2 separate regions of the Sus scrofa genome follow, and region 2 is linked to region 1. A link is a contact called in public HiChIP or PLAC-seq data. All regions are on one chromosome and are shown on one strand. The core of a region is the stretch at or near the end of the contact, and the rest is flanking DNA. Distances in the headings are between cores, read along the strand shown.

Region 1 (7,790 bases), core at 3,347-5,846:
TGGGAAGTATACTTTAATAAAGCACTTATACTGTGTTCCAAAAAAAGATGATTGTCTTTGAAAAAATATACATTTTCACTTGAGTAATTGTGTGAGTTGCAAACTGAACTAGATGCTATTTTCATGAAACGTGTTTTACTTGAGAGACTGACTCACAAACTATGGTTATTGAGAGACTCATATAAGTGACAGATAGTTTCTTAAAAAAAATGAATTAAGTGAACCTGTTTCTTAAAGGGGAAAAAAACCCTATTTTCTACCAATGATAAAATTTGGGAATTCCACTGAAAATTAGAATTTTGGAAAACTTCAGTCTACTACTCAGAGCTTGAAAACTTGTTAATTATCAAACTTGATAGTTTGTTTATAATATTTGTTAATAATAATAATCCAGTGTCTCATCAGAAAAGTATTTTTCTGACAGTGATATTCATATATTAATAAATGGGATTTTTTGGATACTGTATTATAATGAAATATGCCAACATTTGGAAGATATTTATGATAAGCCAGTAAACCAGTACTATTCAGATGACCCATTCATTGTTACAAAATCATACAGGGGTAAAAGATCCATTCAGGGTTTGAGATAGACCAACAACAAGCATATGGAAAATTTACCAGTATGGTTTCAGATTCTACATTGCAACTGACCTTTAAGAAACTACCACTTATCGGGTTTGGTATAGTATCAGGAATACCCATAATTGGCTGAAAGAGTATCAGATTACTTCTTCCTTTTCCAGCCACCTATCTTTGTGAGACTAGCCACTCTTCATGTGCTTCAGCCCAACCACATATTGCAAAAGATTGCAGAAGCAAATATGAAACTCCAGTTGTCTTCTTTTAACGTAGATATTAAAGAGATTTATAAAAATGTAAAACATGTCTTCTCATTAAACTTTTATGTGTGTGTTTTAGAAAATAGTTGTTTTTCATAAAATGTTAGTTCGTGTTAACATGTAATGGATTTATTACTTTCAAATGAATTAAAAAATTAAAGATTTCTATTCTAATTCCTAATACAGTAAATATCAAAATGTATACCCCACATGAACAAAAGCTTTTTAGGACCTTAGTAATATTTAAGAGTTTAGAAGGAGTCCTGAGACCAGAAAGTTTGAGAATACTTGAGAATGCTGGTGGAATGAAGACTTCTGAAAAATAGCAAGTAGGTTTTTTTCCTTTGGTTGTTTTTTGTTTTTGTTTTTGTCTTTTTAGGGCGGCACCTGTGACATATGGAGGTTCCCAGGCTAGGAGTCCAGTCAGAGCTGTAGCCTCTGGCCTACACCACAGCCACAGCAACTCAGGATTAGACCTACATCTGCGACCTACACCACAGCTGATGGCAACGCTGGATCCTTAACCGACTGAGTGAGGCCAGGGATTGAACCTTTGTCTTCATGGGTGCTAGTTGAGTTTGTTAACCGCTGAGCCACGATGGGAACTCCCAGCGAGTAGTTTTTAGATACCATATTTTAAAGCCTGCATAAAGTTAAGGTTATGGAGATCTGTATAAGAAAAACACCGCTAGAGAGTTTGTGACTTTGTGAGTTTATGTTGGTCATGAAATTAGAATGATATAAAGCACCAGGTGCTCAGTAGTAATTTATTTCCCAAATACTATCAAGATAGCAAAACTGTTTGAATTAAATATAAATTTGAATTTCTAGGAACATCATTTAGTTTATTGAATGTTGGCAAGGAAGAGTAAAATAAAGAAGCACTCCAGAGGCCCTTAAATTTGAATTTTTCCACAATTTTTAAAGAAATGGGGAAAGAACATGGGAAAATAAAAGTTAAAAGAGAATGAGAATAAAAACCCTACATGGTACACAGTAGCATATTGAGAAATAAAACCAGATTTGTAATTTGGGGATAATTAGGTAATAAGAAAACTGTCCCTTCGTGTACCCTCTTTTTAATTGGCAAGGAGAAATTATTTTGGGATGTGTTTTCTTATGTGAAAATCAGAGTAAAAAATTTTTGTCTCTGTTAGAGCATAGTATGCCCAGATAAAATGCTTAAAACTTTGACACCATTGGTTTGTGTTTTTATTTTTGGTGAGCATGGAAATAATGTAACGCATTTCCCAAATAAATGAGACTGCACAGTTTTTTGTTTTTGTTTTAACCAGGGCTTGGGAATTTCTTTGACATTTTTTTTTAAGCTCCCTTCTAACAAAAATGACCTCTATTCCAGCCTGTTTTAAGACGTGAATAAGGACTCCTCATGAGGGGTATGTTTAGTGCCTCTTACTCTTTAGAAACCAAACCCCATTTTTTTGGGAACATAGAGCTCATTAGGCCTCAAGCTGCAACCCTACTTAACTCCTTTTATTTCTTTTCTTTGCTCACTGAGAAATGCATGCTGTTTTCAAAGTTTAATTTTTACTTTGTCACCTGTTTGCTGTGTATTTGAAACTGAGTGAGAGGTGACAAAGCATGAATTTACATTATCTTTCCAACATTTTTTCTAGTCAGCAAATTGCATCCAAATTCAAGCAAAGACATATCTAGGTTTCTCAAATTTAAGTCCTCTGTCACATTTTGACTTGTGCTTTAAAGGCTGGGCATATTTAAAACTTTATGTCTTATACATTTTAAAATATTATCATAATTATACTGCTTGTACAGTTTTTTCTTAATTTGTAATTACTTTTTAATTTTTAAATTTATGTCTTTATTTTTTGGCTAAGCCCATGGCAAATGGAATTTCCCAGGCCAGGGATTGAACCTGCATCACAGCAGTGACCAGAGCCACAGCAGTGATTATTCCAGTTCCATAACCACTAGGCCAGCAAGGAACTCCTTACTTTTTTTATTTTGGTAGGATGAACATACCTGGTAAGTATTTAGGTCAGAATTATATGCTATTTAATTATCTATTAATATAGATAGACCCCACAGGAGAAAGCTGAGATTCAAATTTACTCCTTCAAATTAGGGCCTAGAGTAGGGCTCCTTTTTGTAGAGGAGAGCTTAAAAAAGTTTGGGAGTGTTTTGGCACAGGGGAAACGAATCCAACTAGGAACCATGAGGTTGTTCCAGGTTCGATCCTTGACCTCGCTCATTGGGTTAAGGATCCGGCATTGCTGTGAGCTGTGGTGTGGGTTGCAGACTTGGCTTGGATCTGACATTGCTGTGGGTGTGGTGTAGGCTGCCAGCTGTAGCTCTGATTCAACCCCTAGCCTGGGAATCTTGGTATATCGAGAGTGCAACCCTAAAAAGCGGGGGGTAGGTGGGGGGCTTGAACTCTGTTACTCCAAGGCACAGCTTAAATGAGTCTGTATAATACTCTAGTTTCTCTTCAGATCATATAAATCTTTCACCTTTGAAATGAGGCTGTACACTTAGATGAGAAGGGGACAAAGGACATCAACACACTCTTGTAATCAGCTTCTGAACCAGTCTGAAGTATTGAGCTATTAGCTTGGTGTCTAGATTTATGATATCACCAGTATTGCCTCTAATGCCAGTAAAAGACCTGGGTCTACATTAGGGTAAGAGAGACTTGGTGGAGACACTTGGAAAAATGCAAGGTGTGGAGGTATAATGCATAGGGAGAAAATTGTATTCAATATAAACCTGAAAATCAAAAATTCCTAAATATAAGATGAAGGCAAATAAATCAACAATAAAATAAGCCAATAAAATCAACAATCAAGAGATTATGTCTGGTTAAAAAAAAGGTAATTTAAAAATCTGTTAAAGGCTTTAAAGTCAGTATATTTATATATGTCAGTGAGATAAAGGAAGCTGTAGCATCTTTAGAAAGTCGTGAAACAACATAAATGTGTAAAAGCAGCCAGAAGTCCTACAAATAAGAAACATGTCATTGATTCTAAGACCCACATTGTTTAACATTTCTGAGATCTGAATATATCTTACAATCCATGGCACATCAGTGTTTAACTTACAGTGCTTTTTCTCTTTTACTGGTAGTGAGTAGGGTGTCTTGTTAGCATCGCCTTAGACTAGGTGAAATAGAAAAAAATGGGTCAAACAGGAGAACATTTAGGCTGGGACATAGAAAAAAATGAGTGAATACTAAAATACTAAGGAATTTGCCCAGAAAAAGCTTAGAGATAATGAACAAGCAGTCAGGAGACTTGAAGGATAGATTGTCACCAGTTAGGAATTTCAGAAAAAGAGAATAGAGTGAATGGCAAGAGAAACAGTATTTGATGAGATAATGGCTGAGAATTTTCTTGTGTTGAAGATGTGTAGTCTGCAGATGAAAATTTTGCTTCAAGTATTAAGTAAGATAAACAAGTCCACCCCATCTTAAACTAAAATTATAGAGAAAGATAATCTTAAATTTTAAGACAGAAAAGACAGATTGCTAACAAAGAAATTATAGACCTATAAACTTCTCATTAGCCACGCACACACCAGAAGATCATGTAGTAATATTTTCATAGTACTGAGAGAAAATAACCAGCATCCAAGAATTCTATATGCAGTTAAAATCCTACTCAAGAGTGAGAGTATAATGAAGACACTTAACTTAATCAAGCACTAGAGTTCCCTGGTGGCCTAGCAGTTTAGGATCCAGCATTGTCACTGCTGTGGTGTAACTTCGATGCCTAGCCCAGGAACTTTCACTTGCAGCCGATGTGGCCCAAAATAAAATAATCAAGGACTATGAGCTCATTACTCAAAGACCCTTACGAAACTAACTACTGAAGGATTAAGTAGAAAAATGAATCTAGAGGAAATGACATAATAGTAATTACAGTGGGTAAAAAATTAACTTATTCTTGCTGGAGTATTTTAAAGTACATTCCAGACGTATAATTTTGCTCAGAAATGCTAATGGAGTGATTATCAATGTGTGGCCTGGGAGTCCCAGAGATGCTTTTCATAGTGGTCCATGAAGTCAGTTACTTTCATAATAATATCAAGATACTGTGTGCTTATTTCAGTTTTGCCTCAGAGTTGATACAGAGTGGGGTTTTTCAGAGACTGTGTAATATATGGTAACAACAAATTGAACACAGAAGCTGATATGAAGGTCTAGCTGTTATTTGGGTTTTGTTTTTTTTGTTTTTTGTCTTCATGGGGCCACACCCATGACATATGGAGGTTCCCAGGCTAGGGGTCGAATCAGCCATAGCCTCTGGCCTCCACCAGAGCTCACAGCAACACCATATTCTTAACTCTCTGAGCGAGGCCAGGGATTGAACCTGGGTCCTCATGGATGCTAGTCAGATTCATTTCTACTGAGTCATGATGGGAATTCTATTTTTTTTTTTAAATTGAAGTATAGTTAATTTGTAATACTGTATTTCAGATGTACAGTGAAGTGATTTGGTTATACATATATATTCTTTTTCATATTTTTTTCCATAACAGGTTATTACAAGATACTGACTATAGTTTCCTGTGCCATACAGTAGGTCCTTATTGTGTATCTGTTTTATATACAGTAGTATGTATGTGTTAATCCCACCCTTCCCCTAGGGTAACCATATAAGTTTGTTTTCTATGTCTCTGAGTCTATTTCTGTTTTGTAAATAAGTTTACTTGTACTGTTTTTGTTTTTTTTTTTTTTATCTTTTGTCTTTTTAGGACTGCACTTGTGGCATACGGGGGTTCCTAGGCTAGGGGTAGAATCAGAGCTGTAGCCGCTGGCCAACGCCACAGCCACAGCATTGAGGGATCCGAGCTGCATCTGCAACCCACACCACAGCTCATGGCAACACCAGGTCCTTAACCCACTGGGCGAGGCCAGGGATTGAACCCTTGTCCTCATGGCTACTGGTCAGGTTCGTTAACCACTGAGCCACGACGGGAACTCCTGTACTATTTTTTAAATTAAAAAAAAAATTTTTTTTTTGGCTTCTCCGAAGCATGTGGACTTCCCTGGCCAGGGATCAGATCCAAGCTATGGTTGTTACCTATGCTGTGGCAACACCAGATGCTTTTAACCCACTGTGCTGGGCTGGGGATTGAACCTGCATCCTGGTACTGCAGAGACACTGCCAATCTTGTTGCGCCACAGCAGGAACTTCTATAGCATTTTTTTTAGACTCCACACATTAATGATAATTGTATATTTGTCTTTGTCTGACTTATTTTACTTGGTATGATCTAGCTATTTTCTAAGAAGCCAGATATTAAAGGTATTTGCAAAAATGTCAAACTATTCTTACTAATTTAAAAAAATTATATTTTTCATAAAGGTGTTACTTATGTTAACAATATGTTTGTTACTTTAAAATTAATAAATACACCTTTAAAATTTTTCCACTTTTGATTCCTAATATAGTAAATATTGATATACTTATGTGAACAAAGGCCCTTTGAAATCCTCAAATTGTTAAAAAAAAGTTTTTCCCCATTTTTTATAAAGACATTTACGTGCAGTAAAGTTCACTGTAAAATTTTAGTGCTCAGTTCCTGCAGTTTTAAAAACTGTACACAGTTGTACAGTCACCACCATAGTCAAGATATAGTGTTATTTTGGGAGTTCCCCTTGTGGTGCAGCAGAAATGAACCCAGCTAGTATCCATGAGGACGCAGGTTCAATCCCTGGCCTCGTTCAGTGGGTTAAGGACCTGGCATTGCTGTGAGCTGTGGTGTAGGTTGCAGTCAGATCCCACGTTGCTATGGCTGTGACATAGGCCAGCAATTGTAGGTCCGATTTGACCCTTAGCTGTGGGTTTGGCCCTAAAAAGCACCCCCCCCCAAAAAAAAAGATAGTGTTATTTTATCACTCCTTCCCATTTCCATATGCCATTTCATAGTCAACCATTCTTTAGCCTTCTCCTCTGGCAAATAGGTGTAACTCACATAAACGAAAATGATTTGAAGTCTTCAGTGATTTTTAAGACTTAAAGTGATAGTAATATCAGAAGTTTGAAAACTACTGCAGTAATAAATAAGGATTTTAAGAAACAACCACAGTATCAATGTTTATAGTACCCTAAATTTATAGTAATTTCTTAATATTACCTATTATCCTGTGATGTTTAGTTCTGCTCAGATGATTAAAAAACATCTTTTTAGAAAAAAAAAGTCTTTTTAGAATTAATCAAATTGGGATTCAAACAAGGACTGTCTTTTACTGGTTTATGTGCTTCCAAGTCTCAGCTTTTCAAATAATGGTTTTAGCAGCTTTCCGTTGTCATTTGGATTCATTATTTCATTAAGGTTTGCAAAACGGTGATTTTTCTAATATTCTCAATCCTCTTCTGAAAAGAGTCTTCTCTTGTTAGCTATTTGGTTACCCCCAAATCACAGTTTGTATAAGAAAGGGAGGGTAAGCAATTAAATCCACTCCTTTTATTCATCTGTTTTCAGATTGAGTTGGTGTCTTAGCTGCCATTAGGGGTTCTTTTATTTATTTATTTGTGAACTCATTTTTTATCAGTTGTGTTTTAAATACTTGGCAGTCATTATCCTTGGTAGTTAATATTTATTTTTTTAATACTTATATTGTTAAGACATGGAATGCTAAGTGTGAAAACAAGAAATAGAGGTGTGGGATGGGTGGGGGTTGGTTTCTGGGTAAAGGTTCCTGTCTTTTTTTTTTTGGCTGCATCTGTGGCATGCAGAAGTTCTTGGGCAAGGGATCAAACTTGAGCCACAGCAGCAATCCAAGCCACTGCAGTGACAACACTGGATCCTTAACCCACTGAACCACAGAACTCTTAGTGTTCTTGTCATATTTAGGAGGATCATTTATATGGAGAATGGCTTTAGCCTTTACATCTGTGTATAATTTGGATATAAGTAATTATCAAGAGAACAAAAATACAACTTTATATATATTTTTAAATTAAG
Region 2 (7,790 bases), core at 2,928-5,427, 85 kb before region 1:
ATCCTGCCCACTCCGCCCAACTCTCTTCACCCCTTGCCCCTGAGGGCCCTCCATACAGATCACTCTCCTTCCTTGTCACCCACGCAGGCCACCGAACACACCATTCCAGACCACAGGGCCTCTGTGAAGTCTTCTGGGACATCCCCTCACCCCACCTCCCCTACCTATGAAGTCTTTGTGCTGCTGCGAACACCCAGCACGGACCTTTCAGCATTTCCCACAGTCTGAGCTTCCGGAAGTTACTGGAGTCATATTTGTATTCCTTGCCCATGGCAGGGAATAACAATAAGTGGTTATTGAATGAATGAGCGAATGATTTGACAGTTTGAGGAGGTGGGATTAGGAAGTATTGTTTATTGAGCACGTAACAACCACTCTGCAGGGTAGGCATGCTCTCTCTTTTTACAAAGGGGACCTGAGAGTCAGCGGTATTGAATAAGTCGCCCCAAGTTACACAGCCAGGAAGGGATGGAGCAAAGATTAGACAGAGCAAGTCTGTCTGACTCCCCAGCCCACGTTTTCGCCCACATAATGGAGTGAGGACTGACCTGTAGAATCCCCAGCATGTACACCAGGCACCCCCAAGAGACTGTTATGGCACTTCTGGGTTCTCTGGGATCTTCATGACAGCCTAGCAAATGCCAAGGGTCTGCTTCATGGAGATTTGCACTGAGATCCCAATAACTCCCCCTCTCTCCAACTCTGTCTCCCACCCTCAGAACCTTCTATTTGGAAAACTTTAAACCTGGAAGAAAGTTGAAAGAGTAGGACGATGAACATGAATATTCCCTTGATAGTTGCATATTGCATATATTTGCATATACATACACACACACTCTCATATATGTATTTATACATTAGGAGTTTGGGGGGTTTGTGTGTTTTGGCTTTTTTTGCTAAACTATTTGAAAAAATAATAATTTGCAGCCTCCAAAATATTTGGGGATGTGTCTGGTAAGGAGAAAGATTCCCTTCCATAATCATAATACTGTTATCACATCCAGCTAATTAACATACACTTAATGATTAATACATAGTCCATTCTCAAATTCCCTAATTAGTCCAGGAATATCCTTTTATAGCTATTTTTATTTTTTGATCCAATCAAGGGCCACTAATTGAGTTATCTTTTCTCTTTGCTCTCCTGTAGCCTAAGACAATTTGACATTTTTTTTTTCTTTTTCATGATACCAACATTTTTGAGTGCAGATTTATCTCCTTCTAGAGTGCCAGTGTTCCCTGGTGTTTGAAAAAAAAACAAAGAGAACTGCATAGGTGACACTGTCGGTCCCACTGCCTTGTATCAGAAGGCGTATGATGTCAGTTTGTCCCATTATTGGTGATGCTATTATGTTTGATTACCTGGTGTGGTGGGCAGCCGTCCCAAAGGTCCTGGGATTCACGTTCTATGTGTCCCCCTCCCCTTCAGTGTGGGCTGGACCCAGTTGCTCAATGCCGAAGACTAGAATACGGAAGATATGGAATGTCCCTACTGAAATTAGGTAATAGAAAGACTGGTTTTCAATTCAGAAGCTCTCTGCATCAATTGCCCTGGGGAAAGCCAGTTTCCATGTGTGTGTGTGTGTGTGTCTCGTGAGGTGGCCCTATGGAAAGGCCCAGAGGAGTAATCTTGGAGGTGAGCCCTGCCAACAGCCGCCTGAGTGATGTAATCGACTATTGTAACTTCTTTCTGATAGTCAAATTCTCCCAGATTTGGTTAGCAGAAGTTCTGCAAGCTGACGTCTATATCCTTTGATAGGTTTCCATCGGTCTTTGAGCACTTTCTAACTTTCTGGCTCACTTTGCATTTTCCCTGCCCCAGACCTGAAATCAGTCCGCTCTCCAAGGTTTCTTTCAATGGAGGACAGCGTTCAGAAAGCTGGCTCTGGTCACTAGGTTTGCTCATCGCTCCTGGGATATGGCTTACAGATCTCTTAGTGGACAGAGTTAGGAAGCGCTTTTTTTTCGAAAGAAATTTCCTCCAATTCAAGTCCAGCTCTGTAGGGTTCTTCCTCACCTTCCCATTCCATGTTTGTGTCTCTCTTCCTTCACAGTGAGAACCCTGATTCCTATCAACCTCAGTATACTTAATCACTTACTCAACCCTACAACATACTCAAAACAGTTTCAGAATTACTGTTCCAATACCATTTCCAACAAGAAGACTTCAGAGGAAAATTCAAGACTTTGTAGTTCTGTTTGTTCTTAGAATATATCCCACTAAAGGTGTACAAAGTATTCACAATGCATTGAAATTAACCGCGCGCGCGCGCGCGCGTGTGTGTGTGTGGTGTGTGTATCTGTGTGTGTGTGTTGTGTGTATCTGTATGTTGGGGGGGTCTATTATCAAATTCATACCCAGTTAGATTTCTTTGTTTGTATTTGCATTTAGTTTCAGCGTTTGCTTTCTTTGAATCTTTTAAAATTTAATACATAAAATTTTTACATGGTTCAAAAGTCAAAACTCTCTCTATAAAGAGTGTACTCAGAAGCCTTACTGCTATTTTTATTTCTCACACTCCATTCCTATCCATCCACCATGGGCAACCATTTGTTTTTTGGGGGTTTTGGGTTTTTTTTTTTTTTTTTTGTCTTTTTGCCTTTTCTGGGGCTGCTTCCCGGGGCATATTGAGGTTCCCAGAGTAGGGGTCTAATCGGAGCTGTAGCCACAGGCCTACGCCAGAGCCACGGCAACTCGGGATCCAAGCCGCGTCTGTGACCTACACCACAGCTGCTCACGGCAATGCCAGATCCTTAACCCACTGAGAAAGGCCAGGGATCGAACCCACAACCTCAAGGTTCCTAGTCGGATTCGTTAACCATTGAACCACGACAGGAACTCCAGCAACCATTTTTATTACTTTCTGATTTACTCTTCCTTTGTTTCTTTTTCTTATACAAAAAGTAGCATACTATATCCACATTCCAGCACCTGGATTTTCTTACTTAATATATTTTAGAAATCACCACATGTTAATTCATAGAAATATCTCTCAACTTTTTCAGCTTTATATTAATCTGTTGTGTGAATTCATCATAGTTTATTCAGTTAGTATTTGAATGGGTGAGCATTTAAGTTGTGTCTTATATTTGATTAGTAGCAAACAGGGATTATGAGACTCCCCTTTTCCTCACAGCCTTGATGACAGAACGTATTACCTAACTTTAAAATTTTTGACAACTCAATAAAATAGTATCTTATTGTAGTCCAAATATGCATCTATATCATTATGAGTGAAGCCGAACATCTTTTCATATTTTTAAGATGCATTTATATATTTTGTATGTGTTGGGGGGAACTGTCTATTCATGCTTTCTGCCCAATTTTCTATCAAGTCTTGGCCATTTTTTCTCAATATTTAAACGTTCCTTATATTAATAATATTAGAGATTAGCCTGGATTTGTGACAAATGTTACAAAGCTTTCTCTCACTTTGCACTTTTTTTTTTTTTTTGCCAGGAAGCAGGGTTTTTTAAAATGTGCTGAATTTATCAATATTTTCCTTTTTGCGTCTGGATATTTTAGTTTTCATTGGAAACATTCATTCAGGGTCGGACTGGGCATGGCTTTCCGAGCATGTTGGTATTGAAAGTGTCTCCCTTTTGTGAGGCATGATGGTGAGACCTCTTTCCCCTTCTGCTGAGGAGATGCGGACTGTGAGCCAAGCCAGACTGATTAGTTCTTAGGTTTCTCAGGAGTTCCACATCCCTTCTTGTCCCAAGGAAACTTTTGGTTGGGGACAGGCGCGTAGCTCATTGGGAGGAGCGGATGCTACGTAGGAGAGAAAGCTGCTCCACGTGTTCTCTCTCAGCTGGAGGAGCAGGTACCCAGAGCTGCCCTTAGATTGTAGCGGGGTTTGGGTCAGAGAAAGACTTTTCCCACACCCAGGGTGTAAGTTTGTCCACCCATGGTGTCTTCTCATGCTTGCGTGGTTTCATTTTTCACATGTAGGTTTCTGGTCCATGTGGCGTTTATCCTAGTGGATGGTAAGAGGTATGGGTCCAATTTTCCGATAGGCAGCATGGCCCCTTGGAGAGGGGCGGGGCAAATAAGTGGCGATCCTTATGGTCCAGTAGGTGGCGCTCCTCTAGACTCATTTTTGCCGGACTGTAGGAGGAAATGCTGCAAGTCTTGAGAAGAAAAAGGAAATGACTGGTTAGGTTTCACTGGCCAAGAGGAAGCCTCTAGTAGGAAGTTCCCCTCCATCCACACAACCTTGGCTTCACTGGGGGGCACAGTGCTGCTTTCCTCATGTGGGAAAATATCATTTCCTCCATGACTCTGTTTCCCATTGGGAAGGCTCTGTGGGGTAAGAGTGGGCATGCGCAAAGATTGCCTTCACAGCGTCTCTCCCAGAGGGGAGAGAGGTCAAGATGGCCCTGACCTGTACTTCTCTGGGAGGCTCGGCCTGGGAGTGACAAGATCTTGGTTCCTGTCTCAAAGCCATTGTCAACTGGCACTGGTATCACAAGTAGCCGCTTAGCCTTCTATTCCTCAGTCTCCTCATCTGTAAAAGGGGACAACAATGCCCTCCCTACCTATGTGTCAAGGATGTCAGTGGCATAAAATGATGCGGGTGGAAACGTGTATACAAAGTCAAAACACGGTACAAATGTATTTTTACTGTCATCATGGTTACGTCTTATCATACATGGACTTGTCTCTCTGGAAGATATGGTCAAAAGAATTTGTAGTGATAGGCTGCTTTGCTGTATAAGGTGATTTTTCCAAGTATCCTCTCTTGTGGAGATAGCACTGCATTAAAGAGAAAAATGGACTAGGTTAGCTTATAAAGGGCTGCAAGGTAGAGACCTGATGAACAGGTTTACAATGAACTTTCCTAAAGTCCCTAAAACCCCCTAAAACTGTATACAGGTGGGAGTTCCCACTGTGGCTCAGCGGGTTACAAACCCTACTAGAATCCATGAGGACTCGGGTTTGATCCCTGGCCTTGCTCAGTGGGTTAAGGATCCAGCCTTGCCGTGAGCTGTGGTGTAGGTCACTGACCAGCTCAGATCCCATGTTGCTGTGGCTATGGTGTAGGTAGCTGTAGTTCCAATTCGACCTGTAGCCTGGAAACTTCCATATGCCACAGGTGTGACCCTAAAAAGCAAAAATAAAAACAAAAAAAAATTGGAGTTCCCATCATGGCTCAGCAGTTAACGAACCCGACTAGCATCCATGAGGACGTGGGTTCGATCACTGGCCTTGCTCAGCGGGCCAGGGATCCGGCGTTGCCATGAGCTGTGGTATAGGTCGCAGATGCTGCTCAGATCCTGCATTGCTCTAGCTGTAGCGTAGGCCAGGAGCCACAGCTCTGATTGGACCCCTAGCCTGGGAACCTCCATATGCCACAGGTGTAGCCCTGAAAAAGACAAGAAGACCAAAAAAAAAAAAAAATTGTGGTGATAGGTTACCTTCATATAAGGTGATTTTTCCATGTATCCTCTCTCTCATGGAAAACTTAAAGGAGAAAATGGACAAGGTTAACTTTAAAAGGACTCCCAAATATTAGAGACCTGAGGAGGAGGTCTATGATGAGCTTTCCTAAGAGCCCTAAAACCCCCGAAAATTGTGTACAGAATTGTGTATATGTGTATTTTCCATAGCTTGTATCAGATTGCGAAAGGGGTTCGTAGTTCAAAAATGATTAAGAAACATCTGAGAAAAGGAGCCAGGCCAGCCCCAGGGCCCCCTCCCCCTTTGGCTCTGGAATGACTGAACTGGTTCTAGCTACTTCCTCAGCCCCAGATTGGATCTTACGGCTATGGTCTTACTTTCTACTGAAGCTGGTCTGGAGAGAAGGAGCAAAGAGAAGTGGCTAGGGTCTAGAAAGGGTCGGTAGTGTCTCGAAAACAAAGATGAAACCCTAAGGCAGGGTGGGTCCAGGGGCAGCTCAGCAAATAGATCAGAAAACAATTTGTCTGGCCAAACTCTTGTCATGCCACAGTGGTCTTCCTTTTCTTCCTGAAATATGCCAAGATCATTCCTATCCTAGGGCCTTTTTTTTTTTTTTCTTTCTTTTTTTTTTTAGTTGTATCCAAAGCATCTGAAAGTTCCCAGGCCAGGGACTGAACCCACATCACAGCAGCAACCAGAGCTACTGCAGAAACAATAGCAGCTGGATCCTTAATGCTCTGCACCACAAGGGAACTCCTTGAAGAGGCATTCTTGATTACCTCGAATGCTCTGCCCTGGCTCTTCTCCTAACTGGCTCCATATTATCCAAGTCTCAGCTGGAACATCACCTGCTCAGAAAAGTCCTCCCTGATCACACAATTCTCCCAGCCAGAGTGATCTTCCAGGAGCAACCCTCACCATGGGAAATCATCTTTTCTATTTGCTTATTTATTTGTTTTCTGCACTGCCAGCCCCTTACCCAGCAGAGTGAAAACTTGCTTTGGGCAGTGTTATTCCCAGAATCTGCAACCATATCTGACACAGGGAGATACTATTATTGAATGGATCCACACACGCTTATTGAACGGATATGTGTTGTATAAATGGAAATGTGGTCTCATTTTAAAGTGCTGCATCAGCATCTTTGGCTCTTCCTCTTCTCTCCATGCCAGTGTCAAAGTCATCAGGTCCTGCCTGTGTGTTCTACTTCTGAGAAATGCTCATACCTGTCCCCTTCTGTTCCCCAACCCCACTCCCCGACAGCTGCTGCTCGCTCCTCTCTCTCCCTGCCGCTAGACTTTACTGAAACACAGGTCTGCCTGTCCCAGCTCTGCATCCTCCTCTCTTGGTCCCTGTTCACCCCCCATTCATGGGACAGCCAACCACCTCCTGGGTGCTGAATCTTTTCTGTTGTAACTCCGGGCCCTTCTTTTCCAGCCAACAGATCTTGCCTCTCTCATTAGTGGAGCCCGAGCATGGTAGTGTAGACAGCTCTTAAGGAATCCCATCTCTTAAGGATGGTTGGGGGTGTGAGAAGGGGCAGGGACTGGGCCAAGAGCTAGAGAGCTTTCTGAGGATATCTCAGGAGCAGGCAGAAAAGCCCTACCCCCAGGCCCACGGAGCAGATCTGGGGGCCCTAGACAGCTCTAGGGGAACCTGTGGGTAGTGATGCTGGGGTTGGCCTTGAATAAAGCACTCATCCTTGAAAGAGCTGGAATGAAGCTGCACTCAGGTGATGAGATGGCCTTGTCCCTCCTGTTTTGCAGCTGTGGATAGGCATCCAGAGGTGAGCGGATGGTTGTGGAATGCTTAAAAGGGGAGAGAGCAAGCCCGGTGAGACAGGGGATCTTGGCTGCAGTGAGGGAACAAAGGCTGACCATAGCCGATGACATATGTGGCCCTTCTCTTCACCAACAGCTGTTGCCAGGTGTGGCTGGGCAGGGGTCAACAAGTTCCCGCTTGCCCCGCAGAAGAACCCACACTGGAACTGAAAGTGAGGAAAGCGTTGCGTAAGCCGTTCAGGTAACAATGTTTAGAGACCTTTCTTATGAAAAACACTCTATTTCCTGTGAGTTATTGCCCTTAAGAATATTTCTTTTTAATATCAAATATCTCAGTTCATCTACCCTCCAGAGATGATTTCATCTTGTACCATGTGCTATCTCAGCAGAAAAAATGCTTTCCCCAAATGTGTCAGTTCTATTTTTAAAAAGGTTCAGTGACCTATTTCTGTAGTTCTCACAGACACCGAAAGAATAGCAGAGTCTACCGAGGCTCAGCTCTGTCCCCGAAAAGTTAGCCCCGCCAAACGTTGCCTACAGAGCTGCCATCTTGCTTTGCAGTGAAGAAGCCTAAATAAATGAGTGTTGTCACAGTGAGATCATGGGAG

What was found. HiChIP or PLAC-seq counts read pairs in DNA pulled down with a chosen protein or histone mark.
Region 2: a contact with region 1 is called in an H3K27ac HiChIP or PLAC-seq map of alveolar macrophages. The contact joins two enhancer-like sites. A contact is called at or near these places in 6 of 47 Hi-C or Micro-C datasets (blood, psoas muscle, retroperitoneal adipose tissue and 1 more) and 1 of 2 datasets of contacts at active chromatin or transcription factors (alveolar macrophages).

Annotation. Positions count from the first base shown.
Region 1 is chr15:79,965,362-79,973,151 of Sscrofa11.1, reverse strand. All of the region lies in intron 4 of SP3 (transcription factor Sp3), which reads left to right. Among named protein-coding and RNA genes, the nearest start is that of SP3, 21 kb to the left of the region's middle. Within about 2 kb of position 4,596, at least 3 of the 83 cell types and tissues checked have an H3K27ac peak or open chromatin away from gene starts, as enhancers often do. A contact at or near this core is called in alveolar macrophages, where this site is marked.
Region 2 is chr15:80,049,903-80,057,692 of Sscrofa11.1, reverse strand. No RefSeq gene overlaps it. Among named protein-coding and RNA genes, the nearest start is that of SP3, 64 kb to the right of the region's middle. Within about 2 kb of position 4,177, at least 5 of the 83 cell types and tissues checked have an H3K27ac peak or open chromatin away from gene starts, as enhancers often do. A contact at or near this core is called in alveolar macrophages, where this site is marked.